2 separate regions of the Sus scrofa genome follow, and region 2 is linked to region 1. A link is a contact called in public HiChIP or PLAC-seq data. All regions are on one chromosome and are shown on one strand. Each heading gives the region's core, a stretch centred on a gene start, on an enhancer-like site or on the middle of the called end of the contact. The rest is flanking DNA. Distances are from core to core; before and after follow the strand shown.

Region 1 (7,218 bases), core at 1,414-3,913:
TTTTTTTTTTTTTTAAGAACATCTTCTCTTCCTCTTAAAAATTTTATTAAATTTTGCTTGCCTTTATTTTTAAAGACATATAATACATTTTTAGAATTATTCCTCCTTAAATGAGTTCTTTTGTTAATAAATATAATAAAAATATCATGCAGTAATTAAAAATGGAATTTGGGAATGGAAAGAAGGCAGGTTGTACATATATTTGATAAAAATGGATATTATGATTATGATAAAGCTTTATATTTTGTTACAGGATGAATTAAAAGAATTTCCCATCTGTCTTATGACTCTTTTCTGGAGCCTTGGGACTTTGGTAAGTGACAGGCGTTTTTTGAAGAGATGTTTCTGAAAAGTTAAATGATTTGTTTTGGACAAAGTAGACAATGGAGTGTATCTTACTTCAGCCATTTGCCTTTTGTTCTTCTCTGTAAAACATAAGTAGAAATACCATGTTTACATGAATCATAATGTAACATTCTCTGATATCCAATAAATCATATTTTCCAGGGAGCTCTAGGTTTGTTTTCTTTAATAATTATAATGGGAACATTGTAAGACACAGGAGTTAGGCATATTTCAAAACTTAAAGCCCTAAAAAAACATCGTTTGCAAAGTGGTACCCGGGATTGGATCTTCAAACTGAAAAAAAGGCACTCTTAAAAAATCAGGTGAAGTTCAAATACATTCTGCAGCTTCGATAATAATAACATTCCAACATCTGTTTCTTAGTTTTGACAAACGTGCCATGGTGGTGTAAGATGTTAACTTTAGGGTGAATTGGGTGAAAGGAGCACAGGACCTTTGTAGTATTTTTTTCAACCCTTCTGTAAATTCAAAATTATTCTAAAATAAAAATGTTTATTTAAAGCCAAAAGCAATCAAGGTTTATTTGAAAATCATAATTTGGAAGTAGCTTTTCTGAGTAATAGTTTGAAAATTCAAAATGGTTAATTACCTCTAGAAGCATCCAGATTCTGTCCATTAGAGATGCAGGGAAATATGTGACACTAAGTCTCAGTTTTCTGTTCACAGGCGGTGTGGGATTTCGTTTTCTGGACATTGGCCTGGTGTCTGTGAACATCTCCTTGAACTCCGTTACAGGCTTGCTCTCTGATTCCTTTAAGGTACTTGTGTGTTCTTTTTTGCGGTTTAGTACAACTCTTTCTATTAATACAAGCATAACCTTAAATGGTTCCCAGTGCACTGCTTTTTCCTTTTCCTTTTCTTTTCTTTAATGTACTGTTAGAGCCAAAAAGGCCAGCAGTGTGACTCAGTAGTTTGGAGCGGAGACCTTTGTCAGTATACAGTTCAGTCACACCTATTTGAGCTTCTAGGTCAAGTACTGGACACAGTTGACCTATTGTTAAAAAACATGAATAAAGATGAGCGCAACTCTTAAATAGCCATTGCGGTAGCTGAGCTAGAATAATTGATTGCTGTCTGATAATTGAAACTCTCACTTTCCAAAATGAACTCTGGCCGTATAACTCTCTGAAATTTCTATAAATATTAAAAGACTATAAAAGAGAACTCTGCAGTTTGCCGCAACTATTACATAACTTTTCGTTAATAAAAGTAAAATAGCCATGCTGGCCTTATAAATGGTTTCCTGCTGCTGTTGCCAACTTTAAGGATTTTCGTTAAATTTCATAAAGGGAAATAGAAATACAGTCTGCTTAAAGGATATAAACATTTTAAACAGCAGACATGGGCCCGAATGACTCTTGCAGAAAAATTTTGGAGAATTCTCTTTTGCTTGATGATACTTATTCAGAATTGATGTTATCCATCTCATGTCAGTAGAATTTACATCTTTGCTTCTTCATCATGGAGCATAATTGTGTTAACCTTGGCAGGAAAGTTTAGAAAAAGGGAGGGAGCATTTTTTTTCAGGACAAGTTCCAACTCCATTGATCATGTAATAGTTCACATGTTCAAAAAAACAAAAAACAAATTAAAGAGCCTTTTATTCTACTTCTGTGCTTGCAGGGCTTTCAAATTGTTGTTTGAGACTTTGGAAACATGCTTTACCGTTCAGCTGACTGGCTGTCATTTTATGGTCACCTAAAGTATAAAGGAGAAGAGCTAATAGGTACTACCAGGCACTTTCTTTTTATCTTTTCCTTTTTTTTTTTTTTTTTTTGTCTTTTTAGGGCTGCACTGAGGTGTATGGAGGTTCCCAGGCTAAGGGTCAAATTGGAGCTGTAGCTGCCGGCCTATGCTACAGCCATAGCCACGCCAGACCCCCAACCCACTGAGTGAGGCTGGGGATCGAACCTGCATCCTCATGGATACTAGTCAGGCTCGTTAACCACCTATGGGATAGTTTGAAGTTTCCATCATAGATGTGGCAGAGAGGGACACAGATGTCCCCAGGCCACCCCAAGGGCGTGCAGAACCCACTTTTTGGTTCCTAAGGTTACCAGCATCCAGGGAATCCTGCATCCTTGGACACATGCACATGGTAAACTTAAGAACTTCCAGTGTTCTGGGTGAAAGGAGGTCTCATTGCCCTGGGGGACCCAGAACAGGTTCTCCTGGGGTGACAGGCCTGGAGCGCTGTCTCCCGCTCCGCGTTGCTGCCTCACTCTGGCTCATCCTCTGGTCCCCGAGCATGTCAGTTGTTCTCTGTCACCTGATTAATTGCGGAACACTCACTCCCTGTGTGCTGCCTTGACCACGCGCCAGGAACTCTTGGCAGCCCGGGGGAACATGATCTCAGCGCACCTCCTGGTCAGCACTGGGCAATCCAAGTTGTTAGTGGGGGTGAGAACTTGGATTCAGAAGCCAGGACCCATGCCAGGGGCCAGGGCAGGAGTAATTGAGCAGCTGGCACGTGAAACGCAGCTCTAGACTCCATCAGCAGGTCAGGAGTCAGAAGTGGAGTGGCACGTGACTTTGAAAGGTGGTTTTTGAAGGAGATTATGATGGCCAGCGATGGATCTTGTAGTTTGTAGATATCAAATAATTCCAGCTGCTTTTGAAGGAAGCCTAAGAGTGGTGCCAGCTTACTCACAGTGCTCGTTATACTGGACAGAAACCTCTCTGGGTAACTTTTCCTCGTCAGTTCTACCTATGTCTTTCTGTGGCTCTCATTCGCTGTCCCTCTTACACTTGGAAGCATAAGATACACATAAAATTTCCAAAGTCTCTTTTGATGTCCCCTATTCTTCATAGGCTCTGAAAGTTGACGTTCTTCAGGGCTCAGTCTCGGGCTGTCATCTATGTTACTCTCGCTGTGATCTCATATATCCCTAATTTTATTTTATTTTTTATTTTTTTAATTCTTGCTTTTTAGGGCCACATCCACAGCATATGGAGGTTTCCAGGCTAGGGGTCGAATTGGAGCTATGACTGCCAGCCTATGCCACAGCCACAGCAATGCAGGATCAGAGCCACATCTGTGACTTATACCACAGCTCATGGCAATGCTGGATCCTCAATCCACTGAGCGAGGCCAGGGATCGAACCCACAACCTCATGGTTCCTAGTTGGCTTTGTTTCCCCTGCGCCACAACGGGAACTCCTATATCCCTAATTTTAAATGTCATCCTTCCTCCTCAGCTCCTCCCTCCCTCCCTTCCTTCTTTCTTCCCAGCCGCCCACCCGCTGTATCCATGGCATATGGAAGTTTCCAGGCTAGGTAGGGGTTGAATTGGAGCTGCAGCTGTCCGCCTACACCACAACCACAGCAACACCAGATTTAAGCCACATCTGTGACCTACACCACAGCTTGTGGCAATGCCAGATCCTTAACCCACTGAGTGAGGCCAGGGATTGAACCCACATCCTCGTGGACAGTATGTCAGGTCCTTAACCCATTGAGCCACAACAGGAATGCCTATTCCTTTCTTTCCACCACCCCCCCCTCCCAAAAATCGGGAATTTTAGGTGTTTTATTTATTTTTATTTGTTTTATTTTCATTCTTTTTTTAAATGGACATATGATTGATGGAGGACGTTGTGTTAGTTTCAGCAAATAATTCAGTTATACTTATATATCTGTGCTTTTTCCAGATTCTTTTCCCTCACTGTGAAATACTAAGTAGTTCCCCAATTTATTTCTTTACCCTGATCCCTCTTATGAGCCACAGCCTCCTATCTCTGTCTGCCTATTCATCATCTCCATTCTAAATCATCTCCAAAGTCTAAAAAACATTTCAAACTCAGCATATCTGCAGTAGGCTTTTCAACTCCCTTCCGCAAACCTCTTCCTACCTCCTCCTTCTTCCGCTCAGTAAATGGTCCACTCAGTTACTTGGGCCAAAAACTAGAACTCATCATTGACTTTTCACTTGCCTTCTTAACCCACCTCCAGCCTATCAGTAAGGTTAGGATGTGTTCCTTTCAAAATATATCCCACATCTCCCTTGGCTTCTGTCCCCCCGTCGTCAACTACTACCCTAATATCTTAAAATCACCATCCTCAGTTACCTAGGTAATCGTAACAGTCTTCTCACCCACCTTCCCTTTCTCCTTCCAGTCACTGTTCCCTGTCAGAGCAAAAGTGTTGGGAGTTTTTGTTTTGTTTTTCTTTTTCTTAGGGCCTCACCTGCTGCATATGATGGTTGCCAGGCTAGGGATCGGATTGGAGCTGTAGCTGCTGTCTACACCGCAGCCACAGCAACGCCAGTTCTGAGTTGCATGTGTGATCTACACCACAGCTCATGGAAACACCGGATCCTTTAACCCAGTGAGCCAGGCCAGGGATCAAACCTGCATCTTCGTGGATACTAGTCAGGTTCATTACCACTGCGCCACCACAGGAACCCCCTGTTTTGTTTTCTTTTAATGTTAAAACTTACCATCATTCTTCTGTTCGAAGCCCTTCAGTGTTTACCCATCACACTTAGGATAAATCTGTAAGCCTCAGCGTGTTCTTGTAGGCCTTGCCTGTTGTGCCTGCTGCCTTTTTCTCCTCCTACAATCCATCTTGCTCATTGGACTGTAGCCACAGTTGCTTTCTTGCTGTTCCTTAAACTCTCCAAGTGCATTTGGAATGAGATGACTCCCTCCGACTCCCTTCCCCACACCATCCTCCCAACCAGTGGAGCCTTTAGTCTGGCACCAGAGGAGGGAGAGTTAGAGAGGAAAGAACATTTCCATGTGGAGCGGGAGAGGTCACACTTGAAAACTGGCAGCTTTATTATTCCAAGTTTCTTTAACTTGAAGTGCTTTCAAGTGTAAGAGGGACAGGAGACAGAGAGCCCGGAGAAGACCTTCCTAGCATTGATGGGGAGACGTTACAGAAAGATTTTCACAGAGAGCGAGCCCTTCAGTGAGCATCCTGAGGAGTATGTTGGTGACAATTACATCTGCATATACATAGACTGGCTGCTACAGAGGACAGTGGGTTCTTTGTCTCTGACAGTGTCACTTTGAGGCTGAGCAGCCTCTGGGATGTGGTGGAGGAAGATGGGCTGGAGTGGAGGAGAGGGGAGTGGATTTCTAAGACGCCCCAACTCTGAGAGTCTATCATTTTTTTAAGAATCTTCTTTTTTCAGACTCTTTCTCCTGTCTTTGTATTGGAAGTTCTCACCTGTATAGTAAAAGCGCTTCTAGGGGGAGTTTCCACGATTTGAGGTGAAAAAACAGCACTTATCAAGGTGGTCAGGTTGGCCAGTTCCTCATCTATTTCCTTTGAGGTATTTTTCTTTCTTTCATTTTTTAATTTAAATTTTATTTGATCAATATTAAGTCTGAGACAAATCACATATACATACCCAAATTCCCTAATAGATTTTAGTTATTAAACCAAAGTGTACTGAGTCTCAGAAGTAAAGAGCATGTATGATATTTGGAATTCGCATCTGGTCAGAATTTTCTAGAAATGGAAATTTGCTTCCTTCTTACCCTTATACCAGAAGCTTTTTGAGAAGAAGTGACTGTGTTTCACCATGTCGTTGAGGGTGAGACGGCCATTCTCTTATCTTCTCTTGGAAAGGCAAAAATATGATTTGGGTGTTAGAGAATTTTCAGTTTTAAGGGCTTTTGGTTAGACCTGAAAAGTCTACTGATGCAAATTCAAGTCTCTTATAAGCACTGAACTGTTGAACCTGGAATTGGTGATATAGGCAAGAATGACTTTCAAGGTCTCTGTGATCCTGAAGTACTTTGATTTGATTGCTCTGGTGACCACCACGCAAATAACAGGATGACACAACTAGAAGTCCCTCCAGCCTGAGCTTCCTGTCACACCCCCTGCCCTGTCCCCACATGTGCCTGGCCCTCTCTGTGAAATCAGCATTCTGATGAAGACACTGTTGGAGTTCCCGTTGTGGCTCAGCAGGTTAAGAACCCTACATAGTCTCCATGAGGATGTGGGTTCGATTCCTGGCCCAGCTCAGCAAGTTAGGGATCCAGCATTGCTGTGAACTGTAGCACAGGTCACGGATGTGGCTTGGATCCTGCATGGCTGTGGCGTAGGCCTACAGCTGCAGCTCCGATTTGATCCCTAGCCTGGGAACTTCCATATGCTGCAGGTGCAGCCCTAAAAAGCAGAGCAAAAAAAAAAGACACTTTTCTGACTCTAAGGAAAGCCTGAACTCCTGGACCTATTTTCACCTAGAATCTCTTGTTTCTCTGTCTTCTCCAGGCTTCTGACTTTGCTGCCCCCTTTCCCATTACAACTAGCTCTGTCTTTTCCATTTACTTCCTTCTTGGTTACCATTTTGACTTCACCCAAACAGAACTTCTATGCTGACATACTTTTGGAATTACCTCCTATATCAATACTCCTGTTTTGACTTGGGGCAGGGATCCCCCTACGAGGAGATGGACAGCAGTATGTCCTCCATTGTAAAGGTGACATCATCATTGCATGTGTGTCATGTTCTTAATCTCTTGCACTTAGGCAATTAGATTAATTTTTGCACTTGGCCTTAGTAGACGACAAATAGAGCAACACTCCTTTTAAAGCCAGTAATGAACTAATAAAGAAAGGGAGGAAGCAATTCTTGAATGTAGCCCACTTCTCTCTGTCAAATTCAGCTGCTCAGAACAGATCCCAGAACCAAGGCTGAAAGGAAAGAAGTGCTTAAGCTACATACAGTTGATGTTTGAAAGTTCAGACCTTAAAATGGTGTATTAAGTCCACCTAGAGCCTCCTTTTTTTTTTTTTTTTTTTTCTTTTTTGTCCGTCCCTTGGCAGTGGAGTTCCTGGGCCAGGGATCAGATCTGAGCCACAGTTGCAACCTATGCCGCTGCTGTGGCAACCCT
Region 2 (7,218 bases), core at 1,320-3,819, 540 kb before region 1:
CACAAGAGAACCCCTGTAGACTTTTTATTTTAATTATGGCCATTTTGATCAGTGTGAGGTGGTATCTGATTATAGTTTTGATTTGCATTTCTCTAATCATCAGCAATGCCCAGCACCTGTCTTTTCATGGATGACACCTCTTCATTATTCAGAGGTCCCAGTTTGAGTGCTGGGTCACTTGGTCAGTCAGCAGGTACTTGGTCAAGGGCTGAAGTGACTGGGGAACATGGCCCCTTAGGGATGTCACTTTTTTGTGTGTTGCAGTTTCAGGCCTGTTGATCACCCTGGCTCTCAACCTACTTCTCTCCTGTCAGTCCCACCCAGGGAAAATCTGGAAGTGTCTAGTGCCTGCAGATATGAGATCTAAAGAGAACTGACCAGGGTTGTTTAACAAATCCAACTAGGAACCATGAGGTTTTGGGTTCAATCCCTGGCCTTGCTCAGTGGGTTAAGGATCCGGTGCTGCTGTGACCTGTGGTGTAGGTTGCAGATGCGACTCGGATCCCGTGTTGCTGTGGCTCTGGCGTAAGCCAGTGGCTTCAGCTCCAATTAGACCCCTAGCCTGGGAACCTCCATATACCGCGGGAAGCAGCCCTAGAAAAGGTAAAAAGACTAAATAAATAAATAAATAGAACAGACCAGAGAAGGAAACACAGCTCGCCTCTCCTGCTGGTCCTGGAGGGAGAGGTCACACCCATGGATGCTCGAGGAAATGGCTCCATTGCTCCCTGGCAGCAGGCTAGGAAATACTGCCCACACCCCAACTGCAGTCCCCGAGGCCATCGGATACACCTGGGGCGCCTCAGGGCAGGAAGTCCCAGAAACCACATACAGTTTCTGACCAACCACTTCAGCTTTTTCTGGGCTTGAAAAAGACAGGGGCGGTGCAAGAATCATCTTTGGTTCTGCCGCAGTGGAGACCCATGACGTCTTGCTCCCAGTAGATTCTGCATGCATACTTATGTGACTGAATGGATGTCCCCCCTACCACAGACGGCAGCTGTCCCATCTCAGAGGCACCTCAGGTGGTGGCCTTGAACTTGGTGTCCAGACTGAAATGGGAAACCATACACCGTAAGAGGTGGAGCAGGTAAGGATGGGGGTGAGGGGAGGCTGGCAGGAGCGGAGGCAGGGTTTTGTTCCTGACCCTGCCTGGTGATCAGCTTATTCCCTAAAGCAGAAGGATTAATAACCAGGGTAATTTTATCCCTGTTAGAATGTAACTACAGATGTGGGCTTATTGGGCGAAACAGCTAATCCTTTCTACATTTGGCTTACTCGTGAAACTCGATGCCTGGAGTTGTCAAAAGCACTATTTGCACGAGGCCTGCTGCCCCTGAAACCTTTCTCTTCTGGGCCCAGTGGGCAGCTGTCCCACTGCGCTGGCACTTGCCTCTTGGGTGAGCTGACTCACTGGCCTGGTGATGGAAGGGGAGGGGAGAGGCCTGTGGGTATATATAGACCTAAAGTGAGGGAGAGGGTAGGTGAAGGAAAATACAAGATGTGGGGTGCGGGGAGAGGGTACACAGAGAGCCTGGAGAAAAAAAACTCTTGGGAAAATCTAAGGTTCATTGTGATCCCTCGTCCCCCAGGCTTAAGGCACGGGGGAGGCAGCAGGAGGAGGGAAGAAGGCGAGGGAAAGGGGGTACCCCTCGATAGGAGCCAGCAGGCATCCAGGGATCTGCAGCGTGGTGATGGCTGGAGGCGCAAAAGTCAGGAGACACAGTTAATCCAAGAGCTGTTGCTGCTGCTGCTGTTGCAGAGATGAAAGACTTTCCAAGCCAGTCAGTGATATGCTTGGAGCTTTCCCCTGTGCAGCCACCTGTGGTGAGTAACGGGAGACTTGGTTCCTCCTCCTGCACCCGGGGAGCCCCGGGAAATTGGGGGAGTGGGCGTGGCCAGGGTGGTGGGGCGGGGCCCCAGTGAGCAGGCGCCAGTGACCTCCCTCCCTCTTCCCCACCTCCCTCGGTCTAGGTCTCGAGCACCGCCTCCCGCTGGGTGTGGCCGAGCTTCAGACATTCCCCCCCCCCCCCCCCCCGCCCCATCCCGCCCCCAAACATCCCCCTCCTTTTCCACCGACTCCGCCCTTGATCGCCCTGGCCCACACAGTGCTACAGTGCGACACAGGAAGCCCCTCCTCCCTGCTACCCACCCGAGGCGGGGTGGGGGGGGGTGGGGGCGCGAACAGGTCGATACCCCCTCCTCCTACCCCGACCCCTCACGGACTTTTAGTTCGGGGCTGCTGGGTTAAAGCTTCATTCCAGTGTGCTGCATTCCAGAAACTTTAACAGATGCCCTGGCGTTCTTGGAAGACGCTGAGAGGGAAAGCGGCCGACGTCTCCACCCAAATGCCCCAGAATCAGATAGGACATTTGCCTCTGGTGCGGGGAGCAAAGGGCAGAGTGGCCAGAAGGCTTGTAATAAAAACCTCCCTTCCCTTCCCTCTGACCTGGGTCCTTCATTACTGACCCCAGCCCTTAAGAATCTGGAGCCTGCAACCCTCTCCACCTGGCGGGGCTGGTCAGGAGGCCGGGCGGGGAAGGATTCGGCCTCCTGGGCGGGTCCCGGGGTGGGAAGGCTCTCATCGCCATGGCAACGAGCTCTTCCCGTGGGAATAGCGAACTCTTGAACGTGCAGCACATGGGAAAGTGACCTACTGAGTGCCAGCTGGGGGTCCAGGCGGGCGGGTATGGGGGGGATCTGCAGGGAGAGGGCGCGCGACCGAGCTCGACATGCGACCCCCAAACCTGGATGCAGGGCCGCGCGCTTTTCTTCTGAGTCAGACGGGGCCACACAGGCAGGACACGTGATGCGCGGGGCTCTCCCCTGGCTGCCAGTTAGCAGCCAGATCTGCTGACTCGCTTAGAACAGCCGCTGCCCAGTGTTGGCCCGGGCTGGGTGGGACGGTTCCCTTCTGTGGGTCTGTTCCAGCGCCCTAGCTGGTGAGACCAGTAGCTCCTGTTGGGAGGACAGGCGTGTTGGCTGTGGAATTCAGTTCTACGTGGCTGAGGCCCCTGACTTCTTTTTACAATTTTTAAAGAAGTTGTAAAGGTTGTACTAACCTTTTAAAAAAGTGTAATTTCTTTTTTTAATTCAAAAAGATGAAAAGAAGGAACTGAACACAATCTGATCTACACCCTCCCCATCTTTCCACCCCAAAATAACGGACCACTGTTAACATTTTGTTATCATTCTTCCAAATTATGCCCACACCTAGGGGTGTACTAGTTACAAAAATTATGGTGCATATGATGTTTGTCGCCTGCATTTTCACTTAACTCACCACAGACCTGGAAAGATAGAGAAAACTCTGTATTATTATTTCTAAGGGCAACATAGGATTACTATAATTTATTAGCCAATTTGGTGTTGCTGGAAATTTAAATTTCTTTACAATTTTTTACTCTTCTACATGGCGACAGACATCCTTCTACCTACATTTTTTGCACCTAGCCTGTTAGTTTTCTTAAGGTCAACTTCTTGAAGTAGAATTACTGGGTCAGAATGTATGGATGTTTTAAATTTTGATGCTGGTTTATAAATCCTAGGTCTGTGGGCAGCTTTTGAGAGCCAGTGGACTTCATTTTCTCCCCCATCGGTCTTAGGAATAACACGGAAAAATTCATTATGTAGTTTGTATTCCTCCCAAAGCAATATCGGAAACAAGAGCTGTGAATAGTTTTTCCCAGAGGCGATCCAAGAAGCACGCTGCAAGTTCAGCAGGACAAGGTCCAGGAATGGATAGGTTACTGCTGTGGGCAGTGGGGCCCAGTCAGTCCCCCTGGAGGCCCTCTGGGAGATCACGTAGAACACGCCTGAGAATTGACCCCCAATCCTGTCGGCAGGGCATCAGCTCCTACATCTTCTGACTTCTCTCGTGGTTCTTTAGAAAACCTCTGCAGGTGAATTCTGAGGTAGGCCAAGGGGATGTGACTGTCACACCTCCAGCCATAGTTACACACGAATTATTACTCCTTCCCCTGAAACCAAGCCAAGGGAGGTGCTCAATCCAGGACAAAAATTGCAAAATGGGTTAAGATTTCGTCAACCTCACCACCTTCCCTCTCTCTTCTCGAAACCATCTCTTCCCCAGGCTTCCAAGGTCTTTGGTCCTCCAAGACACATCAAAAAGGACTTCCCATGGGAGTTCCCATTGTGGCTCAGTGATAATGAACCTGACTAGGATCCATGAGGATGCAGGTTCCATCCCTGGCTTCGCTCAGTGGGTTAAGGATTCAGTGTTGCTGGCTTGGATTTGGTGTTCCTGTGGCCGTGGCGTTGGCCAGCAGATGCAGCTCCGATAGGACCCCTGGCCTGGGAACTCCCATATGCTGCAGGTACGGCCCTAAAAAGATTCACACACACAAAACAGGTCTTCTCTTCCTTCACTTAGTATGAGAGTCTCTAGTTCCATCCATGTTGTTGCAAGTGGCATTATGTTGGTATTTTTATGGCTGAGTAGTATTCCATTGTGTATGTATATCACATCTTAATCCATTCATCTGTCGATGGACATTTAGGTTGTTTCTATGTCTTGGCTATTGTGAATAGTGCTGCTGTGAACCTAGGGGTGCATGTATCTTTAGGAATTATAGTTTTGTCCTGATATATGTCCAGGAGTGGGATCACTCGCTCATATGGTAGCTCCATATTCAGTTTCCTGAGGAACCTCCATACTGTTCTCCATAGTTGTCATACCAATTTACATTCCCACCAACAGCATGGAGGGTTCCCTTTTCTCCACACCCTCTTCAGCACTTGTTATTTGTGCACTTCTTAATCATGGCCATTCTGACTGGTGTGAGGTGGTACCTCATTGTAGTTTTGGTTGGCATTTTTCTAATGGAGATGTTGAGCATTTTTTCACATGCCCACTGGCTATCCATATGTCTTCTTTGGAAAAATGTCCATTTAGGTCTTCTGCCTATTTTTCGATTGGGCTGTTTGTTTTTTTGTTACTGAGTTGTATGAATTGTTTGTATATTTTGGAGATTAAGCCCTTGTTGGTTTCATCATTTGCAACTGTTTTCTCCCATTCTGTAAGTTATGTTTTCTTTTTCAATGGTTTCCTTTGCTGTGCAAAACTTTCAAGTTCGATTAGGTCCTACTTGTTTATTTTTGGTTTTATTTCTCTTGCCTTGGGAGACTGCAGTGGTCACTTTTGAATGCTAGTGTCCCCTGTTGAGTTGTGAGCTGCGTGAGGACAAGGACCTTGGCTTTTACTTCCCTGACTGGCTATGTGCAGTGAGCATCCGACACTGGTCGACTTGCCCTCTGTCGGGGTTTCTTGCAGGGACACAGGAGGATGGGGTCCTGCACCTTCCTATGCAGGCATCTTTGTTTTTATCGGCACAGCCCCCTCGAACCCTCTGCAGTCCCTAGGAATCCCCTGCTCATCAAATCTAGCAGATTCCCTGTTTTCCGTCTGCCTTCTCTCTCTGCAGCATCTGGCACTGTTTGCTGCTTCCACCATCTTGAAATGATCCTTCCTTGGCCTCCATCTCGTCACACCCTCTCCACGTCCTTCTGTCCAATGAGTTGTTCGCTTTTGTCTTGCACAAAGTTCTCCCCTGAGCCTCCATCCTCAGGAGCAGCATGAGGTAGTGGAAAGAATGCAGGTCTGGGAGCCAGAGTGACTGTTTGATTCTGGGCTGTATCATTTATTAGTTGGGTGACCTCTCTGAGCCTCAATTTTCTCAGCTGTAAAATGCCGATTAATCACGAGGTTTAAAGATATTGTAAGTGAAGGGCCTACACAAAGTCATGGCTCAGTGCAGGGCAGTTATGGGTGTTCTCAGGCAACTCTGCCAAGCATTACACAAGCCTCCGTTGACTCACAGCTCACCTCTGGGCTGGGGAGAGCCAGCACTCTCTCTGCATCTCTGAATTCTCTCGCGCATCTGGTCCCTGACGCCACATATCTGCTAAGTATTTCCACTTTGGACATCCTGCCATGACCGTAGTATTGGCCTGCGTAAACCAACCTTGTTCCTTTTCTTCTTTCTCCAAAGCCTTTCTTGCCAGGATTTCCCTGATTCAGTTGTCCACGTCACTCTTTCCCAGACTCTTGGCCTTGAAAAGCTGGGGAGTGTCCTTAATCCAGGCATCTCTTTTGCCCTTCATATTTGGGAATCGCAATGATTATTGGTAGAGTGACTTAATGCATGTCTGCCTTCATCTCAACAGGATTTTGAAGTAGGCTGTTAAAGAAATGAGACCAGGGGATGCCAGATCGCCTGCCCAGAGAGTGAGGGGTAGAGCAAGACTCAGACTCAGGGCCTGGGCTTTTCCCATTTTTCAGAGGCTCCCTCCATGGAGTGACGGGTAGTCAGGCTGGCCCCACATCCCACTAATCCCAAATGCTGAGGTCTCTCCATCTTAAACAGGTAACATAAACTTATGGTTCCCAGGGGGGACAGGTTGGGAGGGATGGACTGGGGGTGTGGGATTGGCATCTGCACACTGAGGTCTGTGGAATGATTGGCCAACGGGGACCTGCTGTAGAGCACAGGGAACTCTACCCAATATTCTGTGATCATCTATGTGGGAAAAGAATCTGAAAGAGAATAGATGTGTGTCCATGTGTAAGTGAATCACTTTGTTGTACAAACAGAAATCATCACAACCTTGTAAGTCAACTCTACTTCAGTAAAACTAAACACACAAAAACAACACCACCAACAAAATAAACCGATGAACCTTTCCCTTGTCTCTCTCCAGCTCTCAGCCTTCTCCTGCCTCCTCCTGCACGCACCTGCCAGCCTGCCTGATGTTCCGCTCTTCAGTTCTGTAGTCACAGCAAGCCAGCGTTTACCTCCCCGGAATGGCCCCTACCGAGGTCACCTGGTCCCCAGGACACTCTGTGGCCCTCGCCATACCTGAGCCCTATTTAACCCATCCCAGCCCCACTTCCTCACAACATGCTCCTCCTTAGTTTCTCTCTTGAGGAAGAGAGAGGACCGGAGACTCTCCTTAGGAGCTTAATGAAAGACGCAGCCGTGTTGGAGAAGCTCACGTGTCAAGGAATTGTGGGCAGCCTCTAGAACCCCAGGGGTGCCTGCAGCCAATGGCCAGCACGGAGCTGGGCCCTCGTGACAGCCATAGGACGTGAGCTCTGCCAAGAACCTGAATGAGCTTGGAAGCAGGTTCTTCCCCAGCTGAGCCTCCAGATGAGGATGCAGCCTCGAGAGATCCTGAGCAGAGGACTCAGACTCCTGA

The links. HiChIP or PLAC-seq counts read pairs in DNA pulled down with a chosen protein or histone mark.
Region 2: a contact with region 1 is called in an H3K27ac HiChIP or PLAC-seq map of skeletal muscle, with 5 times the contacts expected there. The contact joins two enhancer-like sites. A contact is called at or near these places in 2 of 47 Hi-C or Micro-C datasets (embryonic fibroblasts and skeletal muscle) and 1 of 2 datasets of contacts at active chromatin or transcription factors (skeletal muscle).

What each region holds. Positions count from the first base shown.
Region 1 is chr10:41,718,191-41,725,408 of Sscrofa11.1, reverse strand. It overlaps ZNF438 (zinc finger protein 438), which reads left to right. Exons shown (of 19, transcript XM_021064197.1): 11 at 254-313; 12 at 1,033-1,124. Among named protein-coding and RNA genes, the nearest start is that of ZEB1, 290 kb to the left of the region's middle. Within about 2 kb of position 2,663, at least 25 of the 83 cell types and tissues checked have an H3K27ac peak or open chromatin away from gene starts, as enhancers often do. A contact at or near this core is called in skeletal muscle, where this site is marked.
Region 2 is chr10:42,255,827-42,263,044 of Sscrofa11.1, reverse strand. It overlaps LOC102164518 (a long non-coding RNA gene), which reads left to right. Exons shown (of 6, transcript XR_305912.3): 4 at 994-1,090; 5 at 1,593-1,827; 6 at 4,094-4,211. Among named protein-coding and RNA genes, the nearest start is that of ZNF438, 250 kb to the right of the region's middle. Within about 2 kb of position 2,569, at least 69 of the 83 cell types and tissues checked have an H3K27ac peak or open chromatin away from gene starts, as enhancers often do. A contact at or near this core is called in skeletal muscle, where this site is marked.